2 separate regions of the Oryctolagus cuniculus genome follow, and region 1 is linked to region 2. Evidence: chromatin contacts called from public Micro-C data. All regions are on one chromosome and are shown on one strand. Each heading gives the region's core, a stretch centred on a gene start, on an enhancer-like site or on the middle of the called end of the contact. The rest is flanking DNA. Distances are from core to core; before and after follow the strand shown.

The links. Hi-C and Micro-C count contacts between places; a contact is called where the count stands out from the background.
Region 1: a Micro-C map of ear pinna shows a contact between it and region 2, with 4 times the contacts expected there. The contact joins two enhancer-like sites. A contact is called at or near these places in 3 of 6 Hi-C or Micro-C datasets (ear pinna, psoas muscle and an unstated tissue).

Annotation. Positions count from the first base shown.
Region 1 is chr15:38,433,503-38,436,816 of mOryCun1.1, forward strand. It overlaps CPEB3 (cytoplasmic polyadenylation element binding protein 3), which reads left to right. Exons shown (of 10, transcript XM_070057623.1): 9 at 1,134-1,315. Among named protein-coding and RNA genes, the nearest start is that of BTAF1, 140 kb to the right of the region's middle. Within about 2 kb of position 1,624, at least 3 of the 8 cell types and tissues checked have an H3K27ac peak or open chromatin away from gene starts, as enhancers often do.
Region 2 is chr15:38,149,303-38,152,940 of mOryCun1.1, forward strand. No RefSeq gene overlaps it. Among named protein-coding and RNA genes, the nearest start is that of MARCHF5, 93 kb to the right of the region's middle. Within about 2 kb of position 1,524, at least 1 of the 8 cell types and tissues checked has an H3K27ac peak or open chromatin away from gene starts, as enhancers often do.

The DNA of each region.
Region 1 (3,314 bases), core at 374-2,873, 280 kb after region 2:
GATACTGATTCCTGTGGAATTATTCTGCATGGTGGTTATTGTAGCCTGGCTGTAGTTCAGGTCATCTAACTTTCTCCCTTCCAAATAAACCAAACAATGGACGTATTTGAGGGAAATGGATTTTGGGGATCACTACCCAGAGGTAGAACTGAATCTTTTGGACTTAATACCATGCAAATGACCTGAAAGAAATGGTCATACCCAAAGGAGGTGCTGTCCAGTATCAAGTAAACAAATGCCTTCAGCCATTTGGAATGCAGTAAGTATTACACGTCTCTCCTGGGTACCTTTATAACAGGGATGATTTTAGAATATCTGGCCTTTGGAATTGTCCAGTTTCTAAATGACTACTGTTTGAATGTTTTGTAAATATGCCAATATGAAGGCATATTTAGAAGAAACATGGCAAAGAATACAGATCGGACCTTTGACTCTATAGCAAGGTCTGGGATGAGTGTAGTTTTACCACTTTTGTGGCAGTTTAGTGCTTCCTGGAACATTGTAAGTGCTCAATAAATGTTCATTGCTGCTGTTAGTTAATTATTTGTATTATTTAAAATTCAACATGAGAGGTACTATGGAGATTGCTCAGTGGACTAGAATACACCCTTTAAAAATCTTCAGATTTTTTTTCAAATGTAGAGAGTAAGGTTGTAAACAACTACTGTAGTTGAAACAAGGAATTAATTCCTTCTGTAACTTTATCTAACAGTGTGACATTACTAATTGGTTTCAGACCTAGAAGTCAGTAAGTAGGACTGTTTTTATTAACATGTTAGGGTATCATGAAATATTTTGCCTACTCAGAGCCATTCTAATGGGCTAAGCAGGTAGAGGTTAGAACAAATAGATTACTGATAGATCATCCCTTTATATTGTTGCTAAAGTTCTGATTATGCAGCTCTTGTGTGTGTATGATTGTAAACTATTAATTTATTTTCATCTCATTTAAATATACCATAGGAGGCTCTCCCCTGATTGAGTTATGAGACTGGTGTGGACATTCTTCATGAAACTTAACATGGGTTTTCCTTTTCTTAATTATACTGCATGATCCTCAAGTAATTCTTCCTCCTCCTAGGCAAGGGTACCTCCCAGGCATTTACACCTGGCTCTGTTTTATTTTCTTGCAGTTGAGCTGGCGATGATCATGGACCGTTTGTATGGTGGTGTCTGCTATGCTGGTATTGATACAGACCCAGAGCTGAAGTACCCCAAGGGTGCTGGCCGTGTGGCGTTCTCCAATCAGCAGAGCTACATTGCAGCCATCAGCGCTCGCTTTGTGCAGCTCCAACACAATGACATTGACAAACGGGTAAGCAACTACTCAGAGCAGAATTGTAGAATCGCTGTGGAAAGGAAATAGTCTATTCTGTGGCTCCCTGGGAAGAAAAGCACCTTGTCTTAAGTGAGCAGCTCTACCTCGCATGGCCATTAGTCCATGAGCTCACTGCCTAAAAAAGAGAGCACCCTTGGTATTTAAGGTGTTAATGAACCTTCTGCCTCACCCATCTCCAGGGTGATGTCACGCATATGAAAATAGCCCTGCTGAATTTAGCATACCAAGCCAGTGCTGTTCGAAAGATGATGCTAGAAACTAGAGTGAGGGCTGCACGTTGCAGAGGCGTTGTAGCTCCAGAGTTTGTCAGAAGGCGTGTGTGGGAAGGGCCTGCCTTTTCCTTGGCTGTAGCTCAGTCACCTCCCCAGGATTTCTCTACAGTGGAAGCTTGGAGTGGGTGGGTGCTGAAGATGGCCCTGGGGCCTGATGATATGGGGCATCTAGGTTTGGACCCAGGATAAGTCAACAGGGTAAGCCCTTGGAACTATGACCTGAGGGGACAGATGTGTGATGTCACTACCTTGCACAGTGCCTCAGAGTATGTGGTGAAAGCCCCATGGTGCAAGGTTCCAGCTTCTCCAGATTGTAGCTGCAAAGATGAGAAGATCTAGGGGGTGTGCAAGCTACTGTGGTCTGGGCACTCCTCAGATCCCCTCCCAGAGCCTCAGGCTGAGAATGACCAAGGTTAAAGAATTGCTTGCAGCAGTCTTGCTAGAGCTCTTAAGTCTGGCCTTGCTCCTATCAAGCTGTACGGCCCAGGGCAGCTCGCTGCAGCTCTCGTGGCCTTGGTTTCCTTGTCTGTGTGCTTGCATCTCACAACCTCATTCCCTGAACAGTGTGAAGACCAAGTGCCAGTAATAGTGAAATTCCCAATTTTAGCTTTGTTACATAGCAGTGCTCTGCATTATTGGTTGATTCTGAATAGGAACTGTCAGACTCTTACATTCAAACAGCATTAAATGAGAACAACATTAGGCTGGTTTTACTTCTCATGTAAAGAAGAAAAATGACCCACTGTGTCTATTTGGATAAGCCAGTTGGTATTTTTTAAAAATTCACATGGTTAAAAATGTAAATTTGTAGAATGGAACAAAAAATGGAAATTAACAGCCTTCTCAAACAGTTCGTCTTCCAGAAAAGCAAATACATTAGTTTCTTGTTTCCTTCCCTTAAATATTTGTCCCTGTGCCATAATATACATATTTTTAATTTACCTAAAAATGATAATTATCATGTTATTCTGCACCTTACATTGTTAATATATTAAAATATTATATATTTTTAAAAAGTGATGCTAAGAGTGCCTTAATGAAGGTTGCGAGCTGTTGACTTGTACTACATAGCACACTTAGAACAAATAAACTTGGACTTTTAAATTTCAGGAGTATATATATAAAATTTTTAATTTCTGCAAGAAATTCTCTGCCGGACCATACATAGTCGAAGTTACTGGAGCCAGATCAGTTCTGTACCTCTTAACAGCCTCTCCAGCTCCTTGTGTGCCAGTAGCTTTTGTGGACAAACATGGTTTTAAATCCCTTAAATCCCAGCTCTGCCACTATTTGGAAGCTTCGGGGAATGGAAGATGGTAGGAGCTAATCTGGGAGCTAAGCTAGTAGATGGAAAGAGTAGATGGGAGAATAGCACCAAATCTTGAACACGTGCGTATGCAGTTGTGCCGTGGCTGTTAATACTTTCAGTGAAGGATATTCTTGGGGCATGTACTGGACTGGAATTAATAAAGTAGTAAATATGTTCTATTATGAAGTTTCATCTGTACTCCCTAGAATCAATTTTGACAAATTTTGTGTAGTAGACAAATTTCTTAGGAGGTGGAAATTTCAATTGGTGATGGATTTTCTTTTATATTCAACAAAATCATGTTTTATGATGACTATTTGATCAAATTATAAAAACCAGTGCTTAGGATAAACATGTTGTGAGTAAATGGTGGTATTTTGTTTCAGTTTTTCCT
Region 2 (3,638 bases), core at 274-2,773:
ACTTGAACCACCACTGCTGCCTCCCACAGTTTGCATTGGTGGGGAAGCTGGAACCAAGTTAAGCCTCCAGCGCCGGAGTCCTAGCTGCACCACTTCTGATCCAGCTCCCTGCTAATGCACCTGGGGAAGCAGAGGAAGATGGCTCAAGTCCTTGGGCCCCGGCACCCACGTGGAAACCTGGAAGAAGCTCCTGGCTGCATTTGGATTGGCCCAGCTCCTGCTGTTGAGGCCATTTGGGGCGTGAACCAGCAGATGGAAGACCTCTCTGTCTGTAACTCTGTCTCTCAAATAAATCTTAAAAATTAAGAAAGGAAGAAAGAAAGGAAGAAAAAGGTAAGCTGCTAACCAGGAAGAAGTATTTACAATGCAGACAGCACACAAAAGAACTATACATGGGACTGTCATTGTGGTATAGCAGGTTAAGCCTCTGCCTGTGATGTCTGCATCCCACATGGGCACCGGTTTGAAACCCTGCTGCTCCACTTCTGATCCAGTTCCTTGCTAATGCACCCTGGAAAACAGAAGACAGCCCAAGTTCTTGGGCCCCTGCATCCACATGGAAGACTTGAAAGAAGCCCTGGGCTCCTGGCTTCAGCCTGGCCCAACCCCAGCCATTATAGCCATTTGGGGAGTGAACCAGTGGATAGAAGATTCATTCTCCCCCCCACCCCCTTCTCTCTTTCTCTCCTCCTTCTCCTCTCTCTGTAACTCTGCCTTTTAAATAAATAAAAAATGAATCTTAAAAAAAAAAGACTATACACAATATCTCCAAAAAATTCATGGAAAATACATATTACAAAAAACTTACGTATGAATTTCAAAGTGTTTTTGCAACAAAATTTTTCTTTTTTTAATGTGAAAGAAAGAGACCTTCCATCCACTTGTTCATTCTTCAAATGCCCGTAACAGCCAGGGCTGTGCCAAGCAAAAGCCAGGAGCCTGGAATTCCATCCAGATCTCCCACCTGGGGGGCAGGGACTTGAGCCATCACCTGCTGCGTCCCAGGGTGTGCATTTTCAGGAAGCTGGGGTCAGAAGCAGAGCTGGCACCCAAACTCAGTCACTTCCATGTGGGATGCTGGTGTCTCAGGTGTTGCCAAACACTGCACTACACACCTGCCCCGAAACTTACCCTTTAATTCTGTTTTCCACAAACTTTTGAAAGTGCCTCAAGTATAAGAATATATAGTGAAGTCTAAAAATTACAATAGGGCAGCTCAAGAATTTGGTAAAAGAATAGATGTTTCACTAAAGAAGATACAGGCAGTCAGTAGTTAGTGTCCAATTGAGATACTGAAGATCATTGGTTCTCACAGAAGTACAAAGTAAAGCCACAATGAGAGGTACAACTAGTCAGAGGTGGTGTTTGGCCTAGAGGGTAAGATGCCTGCACCCGAATTGGAGTGCCTGGGTTTCTCACCTGGGTCCGTCCCTGCCTCCGGCTTCCTGCTGATATAGGTCTGAGGAGGCAGCTCCAGCAATTGGGCTCCTGGCAGCCATGTGGGAGGCTGAACTGTGTTCCCAGCTCCCAGCTTTGGCTGCAGGCCATCTAGAGAGGGAGCAAGCAGATGAGAGCTCACTCGGTGTCTCTGACTCTCCAGTAAGTAATTTTTAAAAAACATTTACATATTGTTAGGAGAGAAGATCAGCAGTTGTCTGCAGTCTGGTTCTGGGGCATGGGACCAAAGGACCTGAGATAACTTTTTAGGAAAATGCAAATGTTCTATATCATAAAAATTAAAAGCTGGAAAAATATTTTAAGAGCCAAAATGAGATACCGTCTCATGCAGTCTATCATAGCTATAAAATTGGAAATACTGAGACTACCAAGTACAAGCTTCTTGCATTTTTCAGTTATTTTAGGTTTCTGTTCCATCTGTGGAGCTGGAGCACTTGTTCTGTACTGTAGCTGGAGAGCGTATTTTGGAGAATCTTTCAGGGGCATCTTTGACTTAGTGTTCTAATAAAACACATTTTCCTGAACTTTTTGAAAATTCTTGCATGCCTGAACTTCAAGGGTTTTTTACACCAAAACATTTTAAAATTTCCATGAACTTTTTTGGAGTACCTTGGTATGCGTTGTGTATTATGTCTATGAAAAATTACATTTGTGAGATTTACCTGTTTGTTGTGTAAGTAACTATAGTTTTTTCCAGTTTTACTAAAGTATTCCGTCACATGAGAATATCATGATGTATCCATTCTATGTAAAAGCATATAGGTTCCCGCTTCTGAGTTATTTAGAAATAAAGCTGCTATAAACGTTCTCTAACTGTGCCTTTGGGCACATGCCTGCATGGATTTCTGTGAGTGCACATACGGGTGAGGTTATTAGGTCATAGTGGAAGTGTGCATGTTCAACTTTAGGAGTTATGCCAAGAACTTTTCTAAAAAGTCACCAATTTGTAGCCTTTCCAGCAGAGTGTGAATTACAGTCCTTAATAGAATTAAATGAGAAAATACATAAGAAAGTTGTCTACCTATACATAAGGCATTAAAATTACGTTGAAACTGCTGGACGGTTTTGCCCAGGAACAAGGCTGATTGTGTATGTGTGTATGTCTCCATACTGTATGTGTGTGTGTATATATGTGTATGTGTGTTTATATTGTGCTCGTGTACTTGTGAGTGTGCACGTGTGTTTGTGTATGATGTGTGTACACGTGTGTCTGTGTATTTGAATGTCTTTGCTCAGCACTTTCTGCCTCATCATAGGGAGACTTGCACAGGAAGACATTTTGATAGATTTTAATTTTTTATATTGCCAGAAACTCCTTGATTTCCACCCGGAAAGGCATAAAAGGGCCCTAGGAAGTGTCTGTCATTTACCTACATAGATGGTTCTTTTTACTTTATGATGGTCTTAAGCAAGGACTGAGTGTTCCATATTCATCACTGACTTAAGATTCACCGATTCTTGGGGCCACACTAGGCTAATCTTCCACCTGCAACATCAGCATTCCATATGGGCGCCGGGTTCTAGTCCCAGCTGCTCCTCTTCCAGTCCAGCTCTCTGCTGTGGCCCGGGAGTGCAGTGGAGGATGGCCCAAGTGCTTGGGCCCCTGCACCCACATGGGAGACCGTGAGGAAGCACCTGGCTCTTGGCTTCAGATCGGCGCAGCTGCGTCCGTTGTGGCCATTTGGGGAGTGAACCAACAGAAGGAAGACCTTTCTTTCCTCTCTCTGTCTGTAATTCTACCTCTCAAGTAAATAAATAAATAAATAACTTTTTTTAAAAAAAGTAGTCTATTGTGTGGTTGTGCCACAATTTAGAAAAAAAAATTCACCTATTCTTAACCCTAATCTCACAATAGAATTGCTGCAAGTCTTCAATAAGAAATAAAATAAAATAACCCTGGGTCCTATTCTGACCCCTCTGAGGGATTTGACCTGGGGCGCTGCCTGTGGATTGGATTGTGATCCTAACCTGCAGCAGGGCTGGAGTACTGCTGGTGTTGCAAAGCTAAGATTGTCCACCAGATGGAGACAAAGCACTTCTTGGTGCAGAAGGCTCTCCATAAAACCGGTTCTTTCACTGTATCTGCACCAACTCTACTTTACGTAATGTACCATGCAGGACAAAAATGTGGGAAGATGGGTAAAATTATCTTCAGTGCTGTTGCTTGCCAACCAAAGAAA